Linked DNA regions of Bicyclus anynana: region 2 is linked to region 1. A link is a contact called in public Hi-C data. All regions are on one chromosome and are shown on one strand. The core of a region is the stretch at or near the end of the contact, and the rest is flanking DNA. Distances in the headings are between cores, read along the strand shown.

What was found. Hi-C and Micro-C count contacts between places; a contact is called where the count stands out from the background.
Region 2: a contact with region 1 is called in a Hi-C map of whole larva, with 4 times the contacts expected there. The contact joins the promoter of LOC112049067 here to the enhancer-like site in region 1. A contact is called at or near these places in 2 of 2 Hi-C or Micro-C datasets (whole body and whole larva).

Annotation. Positions count from the first base shown.
Region 1 is chr11:11,202,594-11,206,460 of ilBicAnyn1.1, forward strand. All of the region lies in intron 2 of LOC112049067 (cytohesin-1), which reads right to left. It overlaps LOC128198508, which reads right to left. Exons shown (of 2, transcript XM_052884341.1): 2 at 1-3,867. Among protein-coding and RNA genes, the nearest start is that of LOC128198508, 16 kb to the right of the region's middle. Within about 2 kb of position 1,553, at least 1 of the 8 cell types and tissues checked has open chromatin away from gene starts, as enhancers often do.
Region 2 is chr11:11,245,621-11,249,559 of ilBicAnyn1.1, forward strand. LOC112049067 (cytohesin-1) reads right to left here and starts at 1,278. Exons shown (of 9, transcript XM_052884345.1): 1 at 1,112-1,278; 2 at 934-1,007. The coding sequence starts at 1,190. LOC112049061 (ubiquitin carboxyl-terminal hydrolase nonstop) reads left to right here and starts at 3,110. Exons shown (of 9, transcript XM_024086814.2): 1 at 3,110-3,180; 2 at 3,393-3,569. The coding sequence starts at 3,450.

The sequences.
Region 1 (3,867 bases), core at 303-2,802:
TATAGCTTTATTATTTTGTCTAAAGCCTGTAAGTGTTTCATGCAACATGAAATTTAATTATGGTCCAAAATTTTATAAAATCTGTTTTTCATTCGTTCATTCAGGTTTCCAATATTCTTTATCTAAAGTAATTTCAGAAACATTAATAAGGTTAATGATATCGACCCTCTACACAAAATAACTTCATGTAAGATATTTTATTAACCTTTCCCGTGTAATACCCGGGGCTTGCTGTACATTAATCATGTAGATCTAAACACGAAAAAAAAACTATATTTAACCCAACTAAACTAACTATTTTTAGTTATTTTCTTAGGTCGAATTACAGAGACTCGTGTTTATAATATGAAGGTGTTTTGATGTAAAGATAACGATCTATTCTTACATACATCGTGGTTGAAAGAAACAGATTTACTTGGCAAATCTAATATAAAGTTCACCACTTTTTTCAATACCTGGGTCATTTGAATGTAAGCTTAATATTCTCAATGGTAATATTTATACCAAGATCTCAATGGTAATATTTATACTAAGATCTCAATGGTAATATTTATACCAAGATCTCTACGGTAATATTTGTATCAATTTGGAAAACAGACGAAACTCCTGACTAGAAGATATTAAGTCGTTAATTGATGCACCGCCTCTATTCGATATTATAACAAGCGGTATTCACGTGTACAAACATAACGCGGTCTGTGAGCACCAAGACGGATGTATACGTCTGCATAACATTAATACGGCGTCCTGGAAATAATGCCACTTTTTCCTTTACGATCGTAATAAAAATCTCATTATTATTTTCACGTATCAATTACGGACGAACGTGTTGCGTTATATCATTATCTTCATCCTATGCTAAAACGACTAAACCAAACAAAGTGGTAGAAGACGTAGTTCAAACAGCTCCAAATGCATATTGAGCTAAATTAAAAACAGTCAATGTGATAATAATTACTGTAGGTTTTCGTAAAAACGGATTATTTCTTGGTGACGGTTTTTCGGTTGGAGAAAGTCGTTGTATTTCAAATTAGCTGTCACTGAGTGACGTAGACGTTTTGTCATCACATACGTTCCGTATAGCCCTTCATTTAAACTCAGGTACATAATTGAACTTTATGAGTAACAAATTAATAATATTAATACGCATCGTTGACAATCACAATTATTCTAAATATTCTGAAACTTGTTCCCTATTCAATTTTAGCAACTATAAATTCCACTAATAACAATCACAAATTTGGTGGCGTGCGAATCAAGTCAGTCGGTGATTTGATTTAACAGTTGATTCAACATGTGTCACGTGGCTTAATATTAGGTGACATTAAATTAGCCGTGACGAAATTTTAAAGGGCTGCCGTGCCGCAAGATACTTAACACTTTCTTAAGTAAAACGAAGTTGTAGTAGTTCAGTTAAAGTACTCAGTTAAGTAAAAACGAAACACTGAAGAAGATTACCAATTTAAATTGGTGTACTTTTAACACGCCCAAAACTTTTTCTACGGTGATCGTCTACCTGCGACAAGTGGTCTGCATCTTCGACGGACAAAAAATGTAACAAAAACTTGACAAAGGCTAGTCTTACAGTAAAAACGAGCGTAGTTCACTTGTTATTGATAAGAATATAAGCTATGCAAACGTTGACTACTTGCAAAGATAAAAAGATAGTTTACGTAATCACACTGTTATTGTCAGTACAGTACATACAAACTTAGATTCATCGATATTATTGTTTACAAAAACTGTGTCAATTTATGAACGTATCAAATATCAGTAAATATAGTGATCGACCTAAACACAGCGAGTAGTACAAGCTGCTTTCTTCTCAAATAAAATTTGTAAATATAAAAACATTACGTGGTCGATGTGGTGTTAGTTTAAAGCCTCCGTTTTCGGGTATTTGTAAGCGGATCATAATAATTAATCTCGTCAAAATTATCATTAGGGTCGTGTTCCTCCTTTCATGTGCAGGATTCGATACAGCAATTCTTCTTAGATTCGAAACTAAAATTTTAATTCTGATCTTACAGTCTTTAGTTTGTCCTACTGATATTTGCAAATGGTCCAACGGTATTCTGCCCAACTGCCAAATCTTATTTTGGCCGACCATTTCTAGATGAACTATGATATTTACCAACAAATTCAAGACTTCCCAAATGTTTATCGATATGCATGGTCCAGAACAAAAGTAATAGAAATAAAACTTTTCATATCAAAAGAAATATAGCTAAGAAATTAGAGTATACCTTAATAGTTTATATTTAACAGAACGGATTACTCAATAGTTAGGCGAAAGTGATATCAATACAGCATATTATTATCTTCCATTCTTTGTTGATCATTCATATTCTTTGATGCAAATGTATTAAAAGTGTCTAACATTGAGGCCAAGAACAAGCACAATCGTTATGCAAGTTTGCACAGTGAAAGGAGATAAGCAAAAATTTCAAGTTTTAAAATCTCAAGCCTCTGAAATAACGGACAATGCATCTGAAATACGAGACAATGAAGCAAGTTGAATATACGATAATGAACTTTCTGTTGCAATCTAATCTACGGAAATTGCATCAATTTGGCAACAATACGGAGTTGGAAACAAAAACAGCGAAATTAACATCAAGCGATTGTTAAAATTATGCAATACACAAATATTAGTATATCATTATAAAAAATATCTTTAATATCATTATAGTAAATGTAAATAGTAAATGTGGGAGGATAAAAAAGTGATTCAATAAAACTCTGCATAGTATTCAAATAACAATTGGCATAAAATCTTTAGATTTAATGAACATTAAGATAAAATAAATTGATAAATAGACAGATGTCGCGTTAAAAAAAAATTAAGCTGGAGCAATGTTCAAACATGATGCGAGTTGTAAGAGTTCCTTATCCGATACGAAACCGTATAATTTCGGCAATTTACATTCAAGTCATTATAATTCAATGTAGAATTGGATACTTTAAAGTAACAGAGCTTTTAAAGTAAAATAAAAAAAGAAGAAAATAATATTCTCGCAGGAATACGGGGATAAAATATAGCCTTCCTCGATAAATGGGCTATCTAACACTGAGAGAAAGTAGTTCCTGAGATTAGCGCTTTCAACCAAACAAACAAACTCTTCAGCTGTATAATATTAGTGTAGATTCATTAAATGTTCGATAACAGAGGGTATAAACTCTATCCAGATTCGTAACTTCATAACATTAGCGCATAACAGAAAATAAACGAAATAATATTGTATTTTGAGTGCATAATTACACAATAGTGATAAATATTCAAAGCCTTCTCCTTCTTACGTGTGAAAATACAATGACGGACACGTTACAAGCACCTAACTACCGTACCTGCTACCTGTATAACCTGTCTAATAACATTGCCGACAAGGGTATGGATAAAAATATTTTTCACTAGAACTGTTTATTATTCCAAGCCACATTAGAGCGGGTTCAAGTATTTACAAAGACTACTGTCATTACAGCTCCAGTATGCCTAACATGAGACCCACGACATTATCTCGTGAAGACAAATCAACAAATAGCGCAGAACTGCTAGCCCGTCTGTTTACTAACTTTACTCTATTAACCTAATAATAATGGCGGCTCGAGACCGTTGTGCTTGGAGGTTCATACAAGAGGCCTATGTTCAGCCTATCGACTGATCATTTAAGGTAAAGTCTAATCTTTATTTTTTTTGATAAGAAGTATAGCATGGGTCAGATTTTGGACCTACATACTTTCAACACAATCAACTTGCAGATTTAAAAATATAATACAATATTGTAATGAAGAATACTTTTTTATTCGTAAATAACCCTGACAATAAAACAGAAACGTCTTTCGCTTACTGAGAAGACTTTTTTGATA
Region 2 (3,939 bases), core at 28-2,527, 43 kb after region 1:
ATTTAAGTTTATTGAGTTTTGATCATAATCTGTATGCCTAGCTTGCAACCAAACATATTTATAGTGAAGATGTGAAAATAGATAAAAAGTCAACCAATGGCAGCAGAGTAGTCCCATTCCATCTCTTTCAACCCAATGCAATGAAAGATATATATTTTTGGTTGTACTGCTATTGGTTGACTTTTGTCCATTTCTCTTAACTTATTATTGTTATCTACACGAAATATGTTGTTGTATGTTAGGTGTATAAATGTATGTTAGGTGCGTAAACATACGACTATTTAGAGCTCTTAGTTGGCCAAAGTACTCAGCAACATGCAGGGCGTCCTGCCCTAAGTTAATTTGCTGAGATCTTGTAAATCATAAAATCTGCTATTCGGCTCCCCTATTAAGAAAAACATCAAATGTATTTTAATATAATATTGTGGCATTTAATACACATTCACAGCTTTTGCAGTTGGTGAGTTCTACTGATATAATTTCATACAGACAGAGTTGGACTCAATCAGAGTTATTATAATGCAGACACGGTAATTTAATTAAATCATTAAAGATTGCTGGATGCAGGCAGCTCCGGAGAGAAAATTGTGTTGAGATTATTATATTCACTGGTTAAATATCAAGTAAAAAGTTCATATGCTTTCATGTACTGGTATCCTAAGTCGAATAACAACCCAGCCTCGAAACTGTCCCAAACTTATCACCTACAAGGTATTTACGCACCTAACAGTGTCTTAGTATCGTATACAGCTAATAAAATGAATAATTAATAACAAACTTAGCTAATTCATTACTCATCGAATCGAACGGATGGCTATTGCTAACGTTAGCATATCTTTTGAGTGACACACCTCTGATTTGCTGCTTGAAACTTCAAACTTGTTCTTGGCTTCACTCGAAAATCTCAAACTTACGTGTTTACGTTATACTAACCTGTATTTCTAGCAGTAGCTCTGTTTTCCTGCGTCGTATATCAATAAGAGTCTTTTGCTGCTCCGGTGTCAGCTCTGAAAACAACAGCACCGTGATAATACGGCCAAACACACTCCTTTGGCAACAGATTCATTGAGGTCAACAATGCCTTATTATAAACAAGAATTACTTAATTTACCCGTATGTGTGAATGGATCTCCATGATTACTCGCTGCATTATTTCCTCCAAGAGACAAATTTTCAAATTCACTTATCATTTCTTATAATTAATAAAAACTACATAAACAAAAGTTTACATCGTTAAAATTGACTATCGGCCATATTTATTTACTAAACTCAACTCAACTCAGTGTTACCAACTCTCGAAAATATTTATCCCTAAAGTTTGTTTCAAAAACCCCTAAAATCGCCTTAATTATTGAGTCGTCCCCCTAAAAATATAAATTCATAATAATTTAGAAATAATATGCTGTAATGTTTCAAAAGTCTATATTTAATACAGACCAAATATTACGTCTTTATCTGAAAATTCAGATTTTTTGAAATCATAGGTACATGTTGACAGTGAATAAATTTAACATTTTTTTTTATTCGATGAAAATTGCCGCCAGTTGCCTCAGAGTGGTTGTAGAATAACGTATTATATATCGTTATAAGTCGCTAGGTCAAGAAAGAAATATTAAAATTATCATCAATTTAAGAATATTAAAGAGTCAAAAAATCCCTGAAAATACCCCTAAAAATTTCAGACCCCTAAAAAAATCCCATTTCACTTATTTGCCCCCTAAATCTGGGGGTAAAACCCCTAAGTTGGGAACCCTGACTCAACTCAACTCTCAAACCCAATACCAAAAGTCAAGTTTGTTCCGTAATCCATTGTCTATGGCGGTCTTCTCTATCAAGCATACATAGAGGAATTAGATATGGATATAAATCGCCTCAAATTCTGTAACAAAATGGAGAATGTTACTAGGTATGCAACAGTATTAATTAGTTTATTTTTACATAAAACTCTTTACAGCAAACAGTAGTTCTATTTTAAAATTTATTCCGGCCATTAGATGGGAAGTACTTTTGTAAGAGTTTTTCTCTCAATACGGAGGGAAGCAGCATTTTCCACCCAATAATCAGATCAAAACAAGACCTACTTTCCGAATATGAGACACAAAAATTCACTTGAAACTTTGTTACATTAGAGCTTTTGTACATACAGACACACTAATTTTTGTTACATTTAAAAATGCCAAATAGTTGATGCAATGATTTTACATGCATTCAAACTTCAAATAAATATTGTATCCCGCTAACAGTCGCGATATTGTACGTGACGTCATCGTAAGACCTATTATTTTGCTCGGCTCGAAGATTTCGTACTTCTGTCTTACCTACTGGCAAACTAATGGTTAGAATTGAAAAAAATATTTTTGTATTGAAAATCCCATTTATAGAGGCAGGCTAAAAGCTATATAACATCACGACCAATAGGAGCCAAGCACCGATCAAAAATGTAGCGAAAACGGGGAAAAAATGTTTGGTCGTCGAGTCTGTACAGAAACTGTTTTTATAAACGCGTTAGATCACAGATCATTCTTGATCTTTGACAGAAGATATCTAATCTAGTGAGTCAGGTCCTTTTGTAATTGTTCTTAGCATATCTATGCCATCAACGGTCTATGATTTGTTAAAGTTCCTTAGAACAACTTTTACTTCTTACTTCTACCTTATGTATTCTATGCTTCTACTAAACTTTGACTATTTAGTTTTATTATTGGTCTCAAGCTCGAAACATTTAAAAATTGTCTATAAAGCTATTTCTTTTAAATTTCCCACTATAAAACGCATTAGACCAAAGTAAAGGTACCAGCGCTAATGGCGCCATCTGCAATTAGCTTCTACCGGCTAACCCTAGAAATTAAAACTCAGAGGAATTCTAGGTTTAAAATCACCAAATGTCATGTGTTTCCGTGCCCAAATGGGGGGTGCCATTATCTATGTATCTAAGGGGGTGCCCTTTTGATTTTAATACTCTTCTATTTATTCGTCCGTCCGTGATAGTTATTTAGACAGTTTGACAGTTGAAATTTTCACAGATGATGTATTTCTGAATAAATCCTTAATCTGAAATCTGTCAAATCAAATGTCAATGTCTCAAATATGTCAAATCTGTCATTATTAATCGGCGATCACAGCGTATAGTCGCGTCGTAGTGGTAGCAGCTGAGTCGCAACGTTTTGAGTGAGGGACGAGGTGAGAATGCCCGTCTCGTCTTTGTACTAAATTAATTTGCTGCGTTTTGATTTGTATGTGATAATATAACTCAACAATTCAACATGAGAAAGCGTATTACTAGTGGTTTGCTCATTTAGTGTTGTTTATGTGTTAATAATAATGAATAGGACGCTTTTGTTATTTGTAGTTCAAATCACTTTGTGTTGTAAAAATAATGTTTTGCATTTAAGATCGGGATTTATAAGGCGAAGTTTGCGTGGCCGGCGTCTGAACTCACAATTGAAATAATGAACGACGCTGGATGCCTACATTTGAGTAATTTTAAGGCTGCGAAAGGATCGAGTCCTTACAAAATAGTCCACGGATTTTTCGTAGCATCAACATCGTACGAAGCAAGGAGATACAAGGTAAATGAACTACTGTGTAGATGAGTTAACTATAATAGTAACCAGTTATCGATCTTGGTGGTGTTTATAGTTTCATTCATCTTCGCGTGAGGTATTTTATAGATTCAGTCTTGTCAGTAGCTAGCGTGAATAATCACCTGATTAGTTATCTTTGACCTCTCAACAGCTGATTTTGTTTGTATGTTTGATTGCGAAATTACCAGTAACAGTGACTTGTTTGACACTTTTTGTTGTGAATGTGCATTTTGTAATTAATTAAGGTACTTAGTGTGTTTATATATGAAATACTTCTTTATATTACTCTATTAAACTTCAGGAAATACCTATTTTTTATTTAATTTTTTAGTAGGCCTATTATAATTCTGTTTGT